2 separate regions of the Phocoena phocoena genome follow, and region 1 is linked to region 2. A link is a contact called in public Hi-C data. All regions are on one chromosome and are shown on one strand. The core of a region is the stretch at or near the end of the contact, and the rest is flanking DNA. Distances in the headings are between cores, read along the strand shown. Region 1 holds the start of GLOD4 (glyoxalase domain containing 4). Region 2 holds the start of NXN (nucleoredoxin).

The links. A called contact is a pair of places that touch in the nucleus more often than the background predicts.
Region 1: a Hi-C map of lung shows a contact between it and region 2, with 9 times the contacts expected there. The contact joins the promoter of GLOD4 here to the promoter of NXN in region 2. A contact is called at or near these places in 2 of 2 Hi-C or Micro-C datasets (kidney and lung).

What each region holds. Positions count from the first base shown.
Region 1 is chr19:46,077,948-46,083,830 of mPhoPho1.1, reverse strand. It overlaps GLOD4 (glyoxalase domain containing 4), which reads right to left and starts at 2,678. Exons shown (of 9, transcript XM_065896384.1): 1 at 2,584-2,678. The coding sequence starts at 2,673. MRM3 (mitochondrial rRNA methyltransferase 3) reads left to right here and starts at 3,357. Exons shown (of 3, transcript XM_065896382.1): 1 at 3,357-3,594; 2 at 4,992-5,159. The coding sequence starts at 3,357.
Region 2 is chr19:45,925,970-45,931,363 of mPhoPho1.1, reverse strand. NXN (nucleoredoxin) reads right to left here and starts at 1,730. Exons shown (of 8, transcript XM_065897122.1): 1 at 1,291-1,730. The coding sequence starts at 1,662.

The DNA of each region.
Region 1 (5,883 bases), core at 1,429-3,928, 150 kb before region 2:
GTAAAATCTATTATATTTAGATGGGGAAGCAGTACTGTGTAGTGAAAAAAGTGTGGCCTTCACTTAGTAGCTGTGTAACTCTGAGAACAACATTATTAGGATCTGAGTCTCCTAATATGTTGTGAAAATAGATAATTTATTAAAGCATTTGACACAGAACCTACTACACAGTAGGCTCTCAATGTGTCAGTTTCTGTTTTCCTTTTTGAGTCCCACAGCTACTGCTCCAGTTCAAGCTCCCATCACATCTCTCACAGACTATTTATCAGAAATCATCTTATTGATCTCTTTCCTTAATACCACCATAAAATTAAGTCCCTAAAGCACAGCTCTGATCACACCACTGCCCTGCTCTAAGATGTAAGAGAGCTCCCCACTTTTTATGACATCAAATCCAAATTCCTTAGCATATCATTCAAGATACTATCAGGGACTTCCCTGGCAGTCCAGTGGTTAGGACCCCGCGCTCTCACTGCGAGGGCTGGGGTTCGATCTCTGGTCAGGGAACTAAGATCCCATAAGCCGTGTGGAGCAGCCAACAACAGCAACAAAAAACCCCAAAAAACTAAAGGCACATAAAACTAGTGGTGCTTCCCAAACATATCTTAACTTTGCATTGGCTGTTCAGTTTTTCTAGTATACTCCTCCCTCTAATCTACGTCTATGGATATCCCACCTATCTTTAGAGCTCACCTCAAGTACAAGGTCTCCATGAATTATTTCCTGTGGACCAGGTTAGAGTTAAAGCTCTCCTACTGTTGTACTTTTATAATAATGGTAGCTAACACTTACATAATACATACCATGTGTCAAATACTACACATATAATAATGTGTTTAATCTTTACAACCACCCTTTTATCAATGAGGAAACACATTAAGAGAGAGCTCTGTGGTTTTCTATCATCAAATTTCAAGTACCGTTACCATCAGCAATGTACAATTCCCACCCCCATTCCAAGCCAGGAGCTTTAATTGAGGACAGATACCAGGGTTATTTTCATCTTTGTCACCAAAGCCCAACACAGAACCATGAAGCGGGTGATGTTTTTTAAATGACTGATGAATTCAGGTAACTCCCTTTGCACTCCATGTCTCCTGCGGTGTCTCTACATTAAATCACACTCTTGCACACTGTAAACAAAGAATGTCGCCTGCAACTCCATTTCTACAAGGACCAGGGCATCAGCTACTGCAGTGGCCCACCAACAGTGCACCTTGAAGGGAATTCAGGATGGAGAAAAACAAGAAGCATTCCATGCTTTGGATGCTGGCCCTAGATATTTAAGATGCATATCTAAGGAATAATTTCAATGAATCCAGAACCCATCTTCTGGGACTACCCTGGTGGTGCAGTCGTTAAGAATCCGCCTGCCGATGCAGGGGACCACTTCCTGGACCGGGAAGATCCCACGTGCCGTGAAGCAATTTACCCATGCGCCACAACTACTGAGCCTGCACCCTAGAACCCCCAAGCCACAACTACTGAAGCCCACGCGCCTAGAGCCCATGCTCCGCAACAAGACAAGCCACCGCAATGAGAAGCCCGCGCACCGCAGTGAAGAGCAGCCCCCACTCGCCGCAACTAGAGAAAGCCCGTGCTTAGCAACGAAGACCCAATGCAGCCAAAAATAAATAAATAAATTTATTTTTTAAAATCCCAAGTTAAAAAAAAAGAAAGAAGCATTAACTTGAGATGTCTGTTTTTGTGATTAGCAGTAATCTTTTGATGTTCAACTACGTGGTTTTGGGTTTTATTCCCCCCCCAGAAAAAAACTCATATATATTCTAGCTCCGCCCTTGCCTCTTCGGGGCAGTTCCTCAGAGCTATCTGAGAGGCTGTCTTCCAGGCTATAGTCCTCAGTAAGGTTCCCAAAAAGAACTTAACTCGAAAATTTTAGGTTGTGCATTTTTGTTTCAGTTGACAACATCTAAAGTCCCTGGTTATCAGGAAGCTCCCCAATAGCTTCCACCAGCTCTTGCCACCCAGGTGATCTCTGCAGAATCACAGCTGCTCAGAGCTGGAGAGAGGCGACTTCCAGGTGTTGGGAGACAAGGATGGGTTCTCACTTCACACTTAGATCTGGACTATGGAGAGAAGAATTGGAGCACTCACCCAGAGACTCAATATCCAAGAGACCATTCAAACCAGCAACAAGAGAAGCAGAACTCTGACTAATGCTGATATCTAAACCGAAAGGCTCCAAACCAGAAGAGAGTCATTGTTCACCGGAGGAGTATTATATATAACTTTTTATTTACTACCTTTCCCACTAGACTAGAAGCTTCGCAAGGGCAGGAATAAACATTCGTGAATAAACTTAACTGAAAGGACATGTGTGGGCACACAATCGGCCACTAGTAAGTGTGACCCCCTTTCAAAGTCCATCTAGCCCAAGCCGCGACTCACGACTCTTCCTGAAGTTGAAAACCACAGAGCTAATGGGAAGTCTAGGGGCTAAGGTCGGACACCCGGGTTCCCGCTGAAATCCACATCACACCCTTTTCTCCCCTCCCTCGGCCATGTGGGGCTCAGCCTCCCGCTACCCCCTCGCGCGCCAACCCCTCTCCGCCCCGTCTCCACCTTCATTCCCAGAACATCACGATAGAAACACGCCGTCTGGAAGCGGTTTCCCACTTTGAACACGAAGTGCAGAGACCGACGAGTCGCCATGACCAGCCGTTACTCGTACAGCGCCGCACCGCCCACAGAGGACGCCGGCGCGGTAGTGACGTCACTGATCGCCGCCGGCGCGCCTTCGTGACGCAGCTCACAGCGCAGGGGAAGATGGCGGTGCTGCTGGAGCGCGCCTGTTGGGCCACGCGACAGTTGTTGCCGGTGGTGCGGACTTGGGAACTCGATGCGCGGCGCTGGGTCCGGGCGCTGCGGCGCAGCCCCGTGAAAGTGGTGTTTCCATCAGGTCAGGTCGTGGAACGAAAGCCCGGTCCCGGGAAGGAGCCTCGGAAGGCGGCGGCAGAGGCCAGTCCCCGCGAGCAGCGACTGAAGCAGTCGCGTCAGGTGCCCCCATCCCAGACCCCCAGCACCTGGGAAGAGTCGGGGCTTCGCTATGATAAGGCTTTCCCTGGAGACAAAAGGCTGAGGTGATGTGTTCCTGAGGCTTGTCGAGTTTTCTCGTTTCTCTTTCCCCTCACAACGAGACCTTGACCTCTTTCCTCCCGTTGGAGGACTTCTTGAAGCACAACTCACTGGTTTTTATTACGCATGGAGGGCAGATAAGTGTCTAACAGTTCGTTTCTTTCCCTGCGAAGCTCTTCATGTCTGTTAGAACTAGATGTGTCTCCGTAACGAGGATGTTGGTAATTACCCGTCTTTTTGTTTCCACCCACAGCAGTGTGATGACAGTAGTTAAGTCCAGGCAGTTTCGGGAAAAGCAAGGGAAGATCCTGTTGGAAGGTCGTAGGCTGATTGCAGATGCTCTCAAGGCTGGTGCTGTGCCCAAAGTTTTCTTCTTTAGCCGTCTGGAATACATAAAGGAGCTGCCCATTGAGAAGCTGAAAGGTGTTAGCCTCATTAAGGTGAAATTTGAGGATGTCAAGGATTGGTCCGACCTAGTAACACCACAAGGAATAATGGGTCAGTGGTTATCCAGTGTGTCTCTAGAAGTAGAGACTTGGGATTATTTGTTCATATTTGTCTCAGGGCAACAAATTTTATTTAAACCAAATTCAAAATATTACGGTGCCTAACCTTTTCTTAAGACGCCCAGAAAAATACAGTTCTCAAATCTGTGCATCTTGTATCTTCAGTGGAGACTCAAGCCATTTTTTTGTCATTTGTATTGTGGTTTTTTTATAGTCTCTAGGGGATAATCAGTCTTCCTCAGACCTTATTTTTTTGGGGGGGTCACTTCTTCAACCTTAAGTGTTCAATTAAAAATTAAGAAAATGTTGGGAATTCCCTGGTGGTCCAATGGTTAGGACTCGGTGCTTTCACTGCTGTGGGCCCAGGTTCCGGGGAATTAAGATCCCGAAAGCCACGAGGCACGGCCAAAAACAAAAAAATTAAAATGTTTACCAAAAGATTTACCCTCTATTTTCACAAAACCTTTGCCAGTGTGGTAATACCTATATATTGTTGACCCCCTTATTCTAGAAGCAGGTCTGAGCAGTAAGCTGCAATTTATCGCCCGGTTTAGCCTGTTGAACAGGAAACCTTGTCTTCATTTGATTGAATCCAACTCAAGATTCTAATAGACTGTCTGTTAGCACTTAGAAAGTCTTTTTTCTAAATGTGGAAAGACTAAACTCTTTATACTTTTTTTGCCATTCAAGATACGAGAATCAAATGTGTGAGTATAGAGATTTCTCTTGGATAGTAAGGGATCGTTGGGGCAGGGAAGGCGTTTTCTTCAAGATTCTAATGTTGAGGCCAGGGCCTCTCACACCAGTTGTACATGCATATTCCCTGTAGTGGGCTCACTGTATAGCTGTTAGTTGGGAGGGGAAATTCTGGGGACAGTCTCTTGTTTCTGTAACCCAGCAAATCCTAGGAATCTTTGCCCCCGTGCCCAGAACTCTCCCATAGGGTGGGGACTTGGACTACTAAAGTCCTCCACTCAGTCTAAGTAACTGTGCTCTTATTAGCTATAGTTGTCCTTGGTAAGGACCCGGGTTTGATCTCTGGTCGGGGAACTAAGATCCCACAAGCCAGGCAGTGAGGCCCAAAAACAAAAAAAAAAATAACTAGGTTACAGAATAATTTCATAGAGTGTGATTTTTTTTTTTTTGGTAAAAGAAAAAGCACTTATATATGGGTAGATGGACATACATGTAGGGAGATGCATGGAACAGGTTCTGAAAGGATACACTCCAAAGTTGAAAACAGTTATGAGGGAGAGGAGGGCACTGAATTTCTCGATCAGAATGTGTTCATCTAGTACATAATTAAGAATACACAAAGAATGATAAATAAATGAAAAGTCAGATTACTCCCCATGCCAGACAAATGAACCACCTTTTTTGTTTCTTTAGGGATTTTTGCCAAACCTGACCACGTCAAGATGACATACCCAGAGTCTCAGCTTCTCCACACACTGCCCATATTGTTGATTTGTGACAATCTCCGCGACCCTGGGAACCTGGGGACAATTCTGCGATCTGCTGCGGGCGCAGGCTGCAGCAAAGTGTTGCTCACCAAAGGTAAGAGCACCTGCTACTGGGTGGATTAGGTGGCTGTTTGTAAGTGAGCTGGCTCTGTGGGCAGACATGTATGTATCTGAATCTTGGATTTGTCCCCTGGTAGCTATGTGTAAGCAGTATTCTGAATGTCAATTTCCTCATCTGTAAAGTGGGCATAACAGAATCTACCTGGTAAGGTTGTTCTGAGGATTAAGTGAGATGATGAATATCAAGTACTTAGCACCGTGCCTGGCACACTCATTCATGTTGATTATCTTTAAAGTTATTTTGACACCTGCTACGTTATTAAAGAACTTATAATTAGTCAGGGAAGAAACAGATGCTGGTTTGAACACTTGGTTATCTCCTCTCATCAGAAACGGGAATTAGTAGCCTTGGTTCCAAACAGACTTGCCTAACAGTTGGGACATGCCTGAAAGGGCTATTACAACCCGGGGGGAGCAGGGAGGGAGAGGATCATTCATCAGAAACAGTCAAGCTACCATTTGGTGTAAACTGAAGTGGTCCCGTTGCTGAGACTCGCCTGAATTGCTCCTGACAGCTCCTCGTCCCTGTCAGGCCTCGCTGGGATGCATCTCTCCGCTGGGATGAGTGAGGTGCGAGGTTCCATCATCAGTACCCCACTCACCTGCCTCACTGTTGAGACCTTGGAAAGCAGGTGTGGTCTGGGAATGCACCTGTATAATCCAGGCAGTGTGGTTTCCACGTTGATGCTGGTGGATGG
Region 2 (5,394 bases), core at 481-2,980:
GTCACAGTCTAAGCCTTTTACTCGACTAAGTTTAAATCATGCTTCTCAACAAGATTCTGTACACATTAAAGCAGCACATGGCAGCTCTAAACGCCCCCAGAAGAGCCCTTCTCCTGTCCACTCCATAAAATGAGAGTTTCCTCCGGAAAGGAAGGGGCTGGATTCACACGTTGCATCAGGCATACTAATTAAGCAAAAGTGCTCCAAAACTTTTTCTGTTTCGATTCATGGCAAAATTTCCTGAATTCGTTTTATTAAAACAGACATCTTCATCCAACAGACACACTCAAAAATCAAAGCTAATTTCAGCAGCAAACCGGGGGGGGGGGGGGGGCGGGGGGGCGGCGGGAGATGAGAAGTTGACAGCAAGGTATAAATTTCCCCCAATCCTCGTTCTTCCGGTCAATCCGCACCTATGGGATCGGTTCAGCATTTAATTCGATGTCAAGGCAACACTGGCCCACCAACCAAGCAACTAAGAGCTGCACGGACGGGTCTGGTCCGGTGCCCGAGAGGCATCTGGTGAGGATGGCTGGACAGCCAGACAATGAAAGGCTCCCCGGGGGCCACTAGTTCAGCCCGGGGTAGGGGTGGGGGGTGGAGGGAAGGCGAAGGCAGACGAGCGAGCTCCTTCTCGCCCGAAGCCACGGTCAGCGGCCGACACCCCCCCCCCCCGCCTTCAAGGGCGCCTGGCGGCCTAGCCTCGGCCTCCGGGTCCCCGGCCACAGCCGGAGAGAGCCCCAGGAAAGCCCATTTCTCTCGGAAAGAGAGGAAACTTCCTGGTTCAGGCATTATGGGTAGGGGGCTAGCGCCCTCCCCCACCACCACAGGTATCCGCGGGGAGTCTAGCGCTGAGGGAAAGGAAGCGGCCCCTCCCTGCGCCTCTGCCTGGGGGTGGGGGTCACCGAGTCGCGACCCCCGAGGACAGCCACCCCCTACTCGAGGCTTCCCACCATGGGGGAACCGGGCTCTCGACTCCCCAGGACGCGAGTCGGGATCCCAGGGGTTTCAAACTTCCCCAGCGGGCGCGGCCTGGCATCGGCACAGAGGAGTTGCCGCGGGAGCCGCTAGCCGGCGAGGTTCCAGGACGGGGAGGCGGGCAAAGGCAGGCGACGCTGAGGTGCAGGAGGGGAAGCTCGTGCACGACGGAGGAGGGGGCGGAGGGGGCGGAGGGGACGCCGGGGGTGGGGGGTGGCGGCGAGGACCCGGTTCCCGGGAACTCGCGGGCTGCGCACCCAGGCCGGGGACGCCGACGAGGCCGGAGCCGCCGACGAGGCCGGCGCAGCTCACCTTCCTGTGCTTCTCCTTGTAGGGCAGCGCCAACCACGGCATGTCCCGCACGAAGTCCTGCCACTGCCGCTGGTCCTGGTCCGAGGACACGAAGACAATCTCCAGGCGGCGCCGCGACTCGGGTTCCGCCGCCGCCCCGGCCCCCGGCCCCGGGCCGGCCCCAGCCCCTGGCCCGGCCGCCGCGTCCCCCCGCAGGCGGCCGTAGAAGGCGGCCAGGCTGGCGCTGAGCTGCGCGCAGGGGGCGCTCAGGCTACAGCCGAAGTAGAGCCCGAGCAGCGAGATGCCGCGGGCAGCCAACGAGTGCACGTCCACCTCCTCGCCGCCGCCCGTCACCAGCTTCTCTCCCAGCAGCTCCTCCAGGAAACCCGACATCCTGGCCCACCGCTGCCCGGGCACGCGGGCACCCGGGCAGGCAGGCGGCGGCGACCGCGCTCCCTCGGTCCGCGCGGCGGGTAGAGGCGACAGCAGCAGCGGTGGCGGCGGCGGCGGGCAATGGGGAAAAGAAAGCCCCGCCCGTGGGGCCCGCCCACGCCACGCCCCCTTTGTAGCAGTGCTAGCCGCCTAGGCACTGGCTGCTGCAGAGGGCGTAGGGGGCGCGGGCTCCCGCCGCGTGGCCGAAGTGCTCGGGAGACAACCCTGGCGGAGGACTTCCCATCTTCACACAATGTTACCTTCATCACGCTAGGTCTTGCTTGGCACTTACTTCTCTGTATGTTTCGTGTTCTCTACTATAAGAGGACTGGAGGACGCCACCTCTTTTATTTCTTGTGTAGCTTGTGATCTAGTGCTAGGCACATGTGAGGGAATCCATAAGTACTTGTGGGTTGATCGCAGGTCTCACTGTGGGATTTCAGTCCCCAGGTCGCCGCGGCCATTTCCTCACCAGCGATTGGCTCTCTTCCATCTCCACAAATATAGGGACCAGATACCACGGCATCTCTAAATCGAAGCTGGCTGCTTTCCTGAACCGGTTCCGTGGCTTCTATTAAGTCTGTTGATAGTTGAGAAAAATTCTAGGGATTTTTTCCCCCAGCTGGCAAGACGCTACCCTATGGTTAAAAAGAATCTGGATTAAACAGGTGGTCGGTGGCAAGTCTTCCGGCCTCCCCACCCTGACACACACACAGTCGAAAAAGTAAAATGTACACCATGCCCACCCGCAACAGAGGAACAACAGTGTGTCCGCTCAGCTACCAACAGCCCAGTGAAAGGATGGGACGCCCCTCTCACAGCCCTCCACCAGGCTTTTGCAAGTTATTTCTTGGACATCTACCGCCATCTAGTGGAAAGGTTGAAAAAGAAAACGAGATACTGGCAGCCAAGCAGAATGTCTATAGCGGCTTTCCACACATGCAAACACACACACACAAATCATAGCCTGCTTTACAAGAGTTCATTTAAACCTCAGAATATAACTGCAAGCTTTGGGCACAAACACAAATCTTCACGCTTAAGGTTCCCAATTTTCTGGGATAGAACATGGAATTGTACTAGTTTTTGGTTCAGTGAAATGTTACGACATAAAGCGGTGAAAGAAGTGGAGAGGTGGAGGCGGGCGCCACGAGTGGACTGGCAATCTCTTGAAACGATATCTACTTTCTCAGCATCCACCTAACACTGCTGCTCATTTCACAAATAGGATCTTTGGACTGAGGATTGCCTTTAGGCAGGCAAGAGACCTATGATAAAGGCGAATTCCAAGCTCATTTTTAGTGTCATGCCAAAATTCTGTGCGACTGCAGGGACAGTATTATTATCCAACACATGGAAAGCATCGCTTTTTAGTGAAAACATGTAAAAGCTATTAACATAGCAGACATTAAGTTGTTAGATATCTTTTAAAATACTGAAAGTGGGTTAAAGTGTTTTATTTTCTCATCCAAATCATATTTGAAACACCCGTGGGTGGGTTACATCAGGCCCCATCCAAAGCATGTGAGACAGATAGATTCCTACACCCTGACGTTTTCAAGTGAACACTGAAGATATGGAAGGGGACCATAAACATCCTATGGAAGACGAGGGACAAAGTATTTGGTGTGGAGGGAGGTGAGGAGGGAATTAGGGGGGATTGCAAATTGGGGAAATAGTGAAGTCATTATTAAAGTACTTAACTTTGGTATACTATACGCAAGTCTGTATAAAGAGGTGGTATGTTCAGCATTTTCCTTTTATTATTTGACAGGAAAGCACTTTCTACTGGAGTGTGTCCAAACCAGCATCTGGCACCTGGGAAAGTGAGAGTTTGAACATACTGCACATGAAATACAGATAAAATTTAGAGAGTTGTTGGTGCAGCAGGCCTTGGTTAGATGCCAAATACTGCAGCTGCCTTTTAAAGGGGTGTGGAAAGAGGGGATTTGCAATGGAAATGATTCCAAAATCATAGTTCTAGTGGGTGTTTGTTACAAGAAGAAGCCTGAGGAGACTCACTGGGCTTCCTGTAAAGAATAGCCAACATCCTTTGGCTTATGGAAAGCACTCTCTCTGAGTACACGGTTCAAGAGGCCCACTTAAAGAAAATGTCCCAAGTGGTATTTAGCTAGTTAGGTTACATGAATTGACCTGCTATTCTGCAAATTATTATTGTTTTAAAATATGTGTTAGGGAGCCACAACATACCTGACATTTACAGCACTTACATATTACAGTTTTTCTTTGGGGAAACTGCATTCTAAGGCACATGATGTCATACAAAACATGCACAGAACAAATACATATTTGTCACCTTTAAGATTCATAAATCACATTCCTTGGTCTTCAGTTATAGTAGCATAAGTGCACAAAGATGTATGTGTACAGATAGTTATTGATACACTGGTGAAATCAGAAAAAGACTGGAAAGAGCCTAACTATGTATCAATGAGGAGGATTAAAGGATGGCACATTCATCATTTGGGATACAATCTAGTCATTGAAAGGAATTAAGGAGATGTACACTGTATCAGCACAGAGCTCTGTGTCTGTGCTCTCCAGAGAAAGAGAACCAATATAGAGAGAGATTTGCTATAAGGAATTGGTTCACATGATTATGGAGACTGAGAAGTCCCAAGGTCTGCAGTCAGCAAGCTAGAGACTCAGATAACTGATGGTATAGTTAGTTCCAGTCTGAGTCCAAAGACTGGAAAATCAGGGGAGCTGATGGTGTAAGTTCTAGTCTGTATTGAGTCCAAAGGCAGGGGAAGACCTATGTCCCAGCTCTAAGACAGGCAGAGAGAGTGAATTCTCCCTTACTTTTTATTCTATCCAGGCCTTCAACTGATTGGATGAGGCCCACCCACATTGGGAAGGCAACCTGCTTTACTCTGTCTACTGCTTTACATGTTAATCTCATCCAGAAACACCCTCACAGACACACCCAGAATAATGTTTAACCAAATATCTGGATACTCGGGACTTCCCTGGTGGCACAGTGGTTAAGACTCCATGTTCCCAATGCAGGGGGCATGGGTTCGATCCCTGGTCAGGGAACTAGATCCTGCCTGCATGCCATAACTAAGAGTTCGCATGCCACAACTAAGGAGCCCGTATGTCACAACTAAGGAGCCAGGTGAGCCGCAACTAAGGACCCTGAAAGCCACAACTAAGGAGCCTGCCTGCCGCAACTAAGAGCTGGCACAAACAAATAAATAAATAAATATTTTTAAAAGTATCTGGGTACTCTGCACCCCAGTCAATTTGACACACAAAATTAAACATCACATGTCTACCCCTTGTCAACTTGGCACCCATATGCATCTCCTTAAACCATACTTACTCTCCAAATAAAGACAATAACAAGATCATAATCCTGCCTAAAATGATACAAGTGTCATGTATACAAGCAAAAATGCACTGACTCCATCCCCATAAAAGACGGTAAAGTCGCTGAGGATGTTTACTCACCTTGATATCCCGTAACTTAAGTACGATGATGTAAAATTAACAATACTTAAATACTACAATATAAAGTCAATACATTTTATGTTACATTATAAGGAAATAAGAGATAAAAGGAACAAAGATGTTTGCCAAATACAAACACACACACATATATTCATAACAAGGAAGAAATACTCATGACAATATAGCCCTCATTTCTATAACTGATCATGTGATCATAGC